Regions from separate parts of the Rattus norvegicus genome. Here region 2 is linked to region 1. Evidence: chromatin contacts called from public Hi-C data. All regions are on one chromosome and are shown on one strand. Each heading gives the region's core, a stretch centred on a gene start, on an enhancer-like site or on the middle of the called end of the contact. The rest is flanking DNA. Distances are from core to core; before and after follow the strand shown. Region 1 has its middle 32 kb from the start of Pum1. Region 2 overlaps Pum1 (pumilio RNA-binding family member 1).

Region 1 (2,700 bases), core at 18-2,517:
GAGATCTGCGCCTCTGCCTCCAGAGTGCTGCAATTAAAGGCATGTGCCACCCTGCCCAGCCTCATCGTATTTCTTGAAACGGCATCTCCTGTGGAACCTGGAGTTCATCCTTTGGGCTAGACGGACTAGCCCATGAGCTCCTGGGATCCTCCTTCCTCAGCTTCTCCAGCTCTGAGTTAGGAATGCCCTCAATGCCAGGCTTTTATGTGGGTAGGAGGATTAGAACTCATGCTTGTGTGGCAGGCACTTTACCAATTGAACCCTCTCCCCAGCCCTGGCATTATTTTTAAAAAGACGATTAATACAGGCCTGCAACTGCAAGTGCAAAAGCAAAAAAACAAACAAACAAAAAGAAAACTACTCTAAAAATGGCTCCCCCATCCCCCCACACCCCCAAAGGTGAGTTTCAGGAGACTTCCATTCCATTAGAAGCCAGCTTTGTCTTTGGCTGTCAGTCCTTCTAGAGCCCCAGGAGGAGAGAGACTGCCTGGGGTGTTCACAGCTGCTCTTCTCCACAGCTAGTGAAAGCTAATAAACATTGTTGAAAAATGTTAGGCACCATTCAGAAAGTCTCAGCTCCTAGTCTTTATTTTATTTTATTTTATTTTATTAGATACGATCTCACTGTGTAGTCTTGGCTGAAACTTACTATATGTAGAGCAGGCTGGCCTTGAACTCACAGAGATCAGATCTGCCTGCCTCTGCTCCCCAAGTGGTGAGATTAAAGGCATTCACCAGTTCATGGGGCCTTTTCCCCAACCTCTTTCTATCTATCTACCTGCCTACCTACTTACCTATCTATTGATTTAGAGACAGGTTTTTCTCTAGCTAAGCTTGGCTTTGAACTCCTGATCCTTCTGTTTCTATCCCCTGGGTTCTGGGATTACACACACCACTTTATTACATTTTAATTCAAGAGAGCAGCAGATCCCTTTGGATAAAGCCCGCAAATGAATGATATCAATAAAAATTTGTTAAATGAATAAACGACGGTGAAGGAAGGTCCTCAGGGGCTCCCACAGGCAATGCATGCTGATTTATTTCTGCTGGTTTTTTTTTTTTAAACACTTCCTGTCTGTCAGCTGCTGGGCAAACACTGAAGATGCTCATCTGTTATTCTTGTTGAGCAGCATTACCTCACCCTTCTGGTAACAGAATCCCCATCTTTCTCAAGGGGATTGTCTTTCTCCACTCAACCCACACTTCCATCAGCTCCAGGGCTGATGACTCAGGCCAAACCAGTCAGAATGTGTCAGCCCCTTGGCAACAGTGACTGGATGTTCCGGGGAGTGGCGCGCCAGGGTAGACCAATGAAAGCCAGCCCTGGATTTGTGTGGTAAGAGAACTCTGTGAGAATGGCCGCTTACAGATAATGTCCAAAGGAACTGAGTGAAGGGGAGGAGTTAGCCACCAGTAATGGAGAGACACCCCCATCGCACTGGAGGAAGACGGTAGGAGAAAGGAGGAGAAGCTGTGCCATGAAGGATTATGGAGTTCACAATGAGAAGCTATGCCGATGTTTTAAGCAGAGGAGGAGTAGAGGCCGGGAGATCTCCAGTACAAAGCCAGCCTGGACTACATAAGGGAGTTCACGATCTTTGTTTGCGAAAGAAATGCAAACAAAGGAAAAGGAAGCTCTACCAGGAATCCCGACCCTTGGGCGGATCAGAAATTCAAAACCATCCATCCTCCAGTTGCATCCATATACGTTTGGGGCAGTGCTGTCATAAGATCTGATCCACTTTGTTTGAGCTCTTTGTGAGGGTGTGGAGATGACTCAGCAGTTAAAGAGGCTTGCAGCCAGGTCTGATGATGACCTGTGTTTGATCCCTGGGACCTTCAGCACACAGTAGAAGGAGAGTACTTACTCCCTAAAATTGTCCTCTGCCTTTTATACTTGTCTCCCAAATAAACACATGTTTAAAAATTATAAAGGGGTTGGGGATTTAGCTCAGTGGTAGAGCGCTTGCCTAGAAAGCGCAAGGCCCTGGGTTCCGTCCTCAGCTCCGAAAAAAAGAAAGAAAGAAAAAATTATAAAATAGAGCACTGTTTGAAGATGAAATTGGGAACGAGGAGAAGGGGGACAAAGGCCATGGCCATCAATGAAGACAGAGAAGATCAAACTCTGATTTGGTCTAGGGTTTTAGCTATGGTGACAAGGAATTTGGCATGGCCTGTTTGAGAACAGAGGGACAGCTAAAGAAAACAGTTCAGGGAGCAGCTGCTGCTGACGTCATTTGAACACCTGGATCCAGCTCTGCCTGAGGCTGTTTCTCCTAGTTTAACGAGCCAATACTTCATTATTTTTAAATTTTATTACACTGGGTTACATAGGTCATTTTCATGCACATACACATATATACACATATGTGTATATATAAATTTCCTTTTGTACTTTTTGTTTATTTTATTTTATTTACTGGTTGTTGTTGAGACAGGGTTTCCTTATATAGCCTGACTGCTATAAAACTTGCTACGTAGACTGGTCTTGCCTCTAACTTGCTCTGTAGCTAAAGATGGCCTAGACCTCCCTCTACAGCTCTGACTGAACCCAAACTCATGGGAATTCCCCTGACTCAGCCCCATCCCACTTCCTGAGGGCTGGAACTACAGGTCTGTCCAACCACACCTGGCTTATGGGTTCGTTTGGGAATGAGATCTTTGGGTACATGTGTATTCGCATGACCTGTCAGGGAGAAT
Region 2 (2,700 bases), core at 20-2,519, 98 kb after region 1:
TGAGTTCAATTCCCAGCAACCACATGGTGGCTCACAGCCATCTGTAATGGGATCTGATGCCCTCTTCTGGTGTGTCTGAAGACAGCTTCAGTGTACTCACATACGTGAAATAAATAAATCTAAAAAAAAGTTTATCTCCTGTAGGGTGTTTTTTTTATCTATCTGTCCTTTACTTCATAGTGAAGGAATTGTGGCCCTTTTGGTTTATTAGTCTACAGTTTCATATTACCAGGAGTTTTGGAGTTAGCTAATTATTAGGATTTAAACATAAATGAATTTTGTTTATATCAGAGATACTACTTGTACAGATAGATGTACAGTGTCAGAGATGGCTTCAGGACTGGCTAATTTAAAAAGATTGCTCTTTGGAACCTGTTGAGTTACATACAGCTTTTCATAGATGTCTTAGTTTTTACAGCTTAGGGGTTGCTATGTGCATAGACTATGAATTGTGCATTGTTTTATCCCATGTTTTAATTAGAGTTACCGTTGCTATGATGAAACACTATGGTCATCAGCATGGTGGGGCTTACACATTCACACCGCAGTCACCATTGAGGAAGCCAGGGCAGGAACTTAAGCAGGAACCTGGAGGCAGGAGCTGATGCAAACACAGGTCATAGAGGAGTGCTACTTACTGGCTTCCTGAGCCTGCTTTCTTATAGAACCTGGGATGACGCTCCCAGGGATGGCCCTACCCACAATGCACTGGTCTTTCCCCCATCAATCACTACTTAAGAAAATAGGCTTGCCTGCAATCTGACCTTATGGGAACATTTTCTAAGTTGAGGTTCCCTCCTATCAGATGACTACGGCTTGTGTCAAAGTTGACATAAATCTTGCCAGCACATTTTGTATATGCTAACTATTGTCTTTTCCTTCATTCATGCCAATGACATGGTCAACTCCTGAGCTGTATTGCCAATCTCAAATTAACTTTTTCTCAGTAGATATATATTTTTAAGATTTTTGAGCACCCTGATAACATCTGGCAGTCATTATCCTAAGATGTCCAAGTTTTCTAAACCCAGTTTCCCAGAAGTGCCTGTGGAGAAGCTGGCAAAGTTGAGGAAGGATCATTTGTAAGTTGGTATGCATTCTTACTTTTGCATTTTATATTAGTTTCTTTCTGTTGCTGTGATACAACATCAGGACCAAAGCAACTTAGAGAAGGCACGGTTCATTTGGGCTTCCAGTACGAGACAGTGTGTCATTGCAGGGAGACATAGCGGCGAGTGGCAGGCATGGCTGTAGGAGCAGGAAGCAGGAAGCTGATGACTCATATCTTCTACTGCAAACACAAAACAGAGTGAACCAGAAGTGGCTTGGACCTCTAATCTCTAAACATCACTCCTGGGTGATATAGTTCTTCCAACAAAGTCACACCATCAACCAAGTGTTCAAATGTTTGAGACTGTGGGGCATCTCATTCAAACCACCATATTTCTCAACACACTTAACTCCATTCCCATTCTCGGCCAGCTGTACCACTCTATTTTTTTATGTGCAGCTGGAAAGTCCTCATTTCTTCAGCTCCATTGTATGACGTGGCTCAGTGACCTCAGATCCTGTGTCTTTTCTTTGCCTGCCTATGATAAGGTATTACTGCCTTTGCCTGCTTGTGAGCTGCCTGAGAGCAAGGGCTATCCCCCTGCTTCCCTTTAGTCAAATGGGGGGGGGGGCTTTCCTCTGTTTCTGTTAGAAAGTTTCCCAAATTAAAATTTGAAACTCTGTAATAGCTGGGAAAGTTTTGGATGTTGTTGGAAGGTTTGTTATATAACCTCCAGTAATATAATATTACAGCATAATGGCCGGGGTAGTTATTTCTTGGATCAGATGTTCCAAGGGTCACTGTGTGGCCGTCTGGCCTTTCACATCCAGAAAACATTTTCTTGTTTTGTGAATTGATGTAGGGAGATTGTGGCTTCGTGGGCTACTCATGATAATGTGTAGTTAGTACCTTTTCATCTGTAGACAAGTGTATCTTTGAATAGAGCAAAGGTTTCTGTTCCAGTTGTTTTCAGTTGTTAGGACGCCTCTCATCATTTCTGTAGAACAGGCAGCACTCTGATGATGCTGGGGAGATGGCTCAGTGTGGTAGATGCTCTTGCACAAGACACGGGTTGGCTCTCCAGTACCTGTGCTGTGTGGCTTACAGCTGCCTCTGGTACGACCACCAGCTTCTACTCTGTAGCTCTGGCTGTCTAGAAATCTGCTATGTATACCAGGCAGGCCTCAAATTCTGTCTGTTTGCCCATGCTGGGATTAAATAAAAGTGTGTGCATTTAATGCCCGTCTCTGACCTCAGTAACAGGAGTGCCCACATACACACGCACACACACAAACTCTGAAATAACAAAGAGATAAGATCATTCATGTCTACACCCTATGGAGAGTTTCTGTCTCCAAAGAAAGGAAGAATTTATGGAACAAGTGCCAGCGAGCTGTTCCTTAAAAGCCTTTCTTCAGGAAGAAGCCGAAAATCAAAAATAGTAAAGCCTAAAATGTAGATTATCCAGAGTGTGTTTAACCGGATGGGTTATTTGAGAGACTCTGAAGGTGAGTAGGCGCTGTGCATGTGGACTTAATACCAAGTAAGACTGTTTTTTTTTGTTTTTTGTTTTTTTGTTTTTTTTTGTTTTTTTTTTTTTTGGGGGGGTTCTTTTTTTTTTTGGAGCTGGGGACCGAACCCAGGGCCTT

The links. Hi-C and Micro-C count contacts between places; a contact is called where the count stands out from the background.
Region 2: a Hi-C map of mammary epithelial cells shows a contact between it and region 1, with 2.8 times the contacts expected there. The contact joins two enhancer-like sites. A contact is called at or near these places in 3 of 12 Hi-C or Micro-C datasets (kidney, liver and mammary epithelial cells).

The regions. Positions count from the first base shown.
Region 1 is chr5:148,088,349-148,091,048 of GRCr8, forward strand. No RefSeq gene overlaps it. Among named protein-coding and RNA genes, the nearest start is that of Pum1, 32 kb to the right of the region's middle. Within about 2 kb of position 1,268, at least 72 of the 93 cell types and tissues checked have an H3K27ac peak or open chromatin away from gene starts, as enhancers often do.
Region 2 is chr5:148,185,957-148,188,656 of GRCr8, forward strand. The region is part of intron 7 of Pum1 (pumilio RNA-binding family member 1); the gene reads left to right. Among named protein-coding and RNA genes, the nearest start is that of Sdc3, 62 kb to the right of the region's middle. Within about 2 kb of position 1,270, at least 7 of the 93 cell types and tissues checked have an H3K27ac peak or open chromatin away from gene starts, as enhancers often do.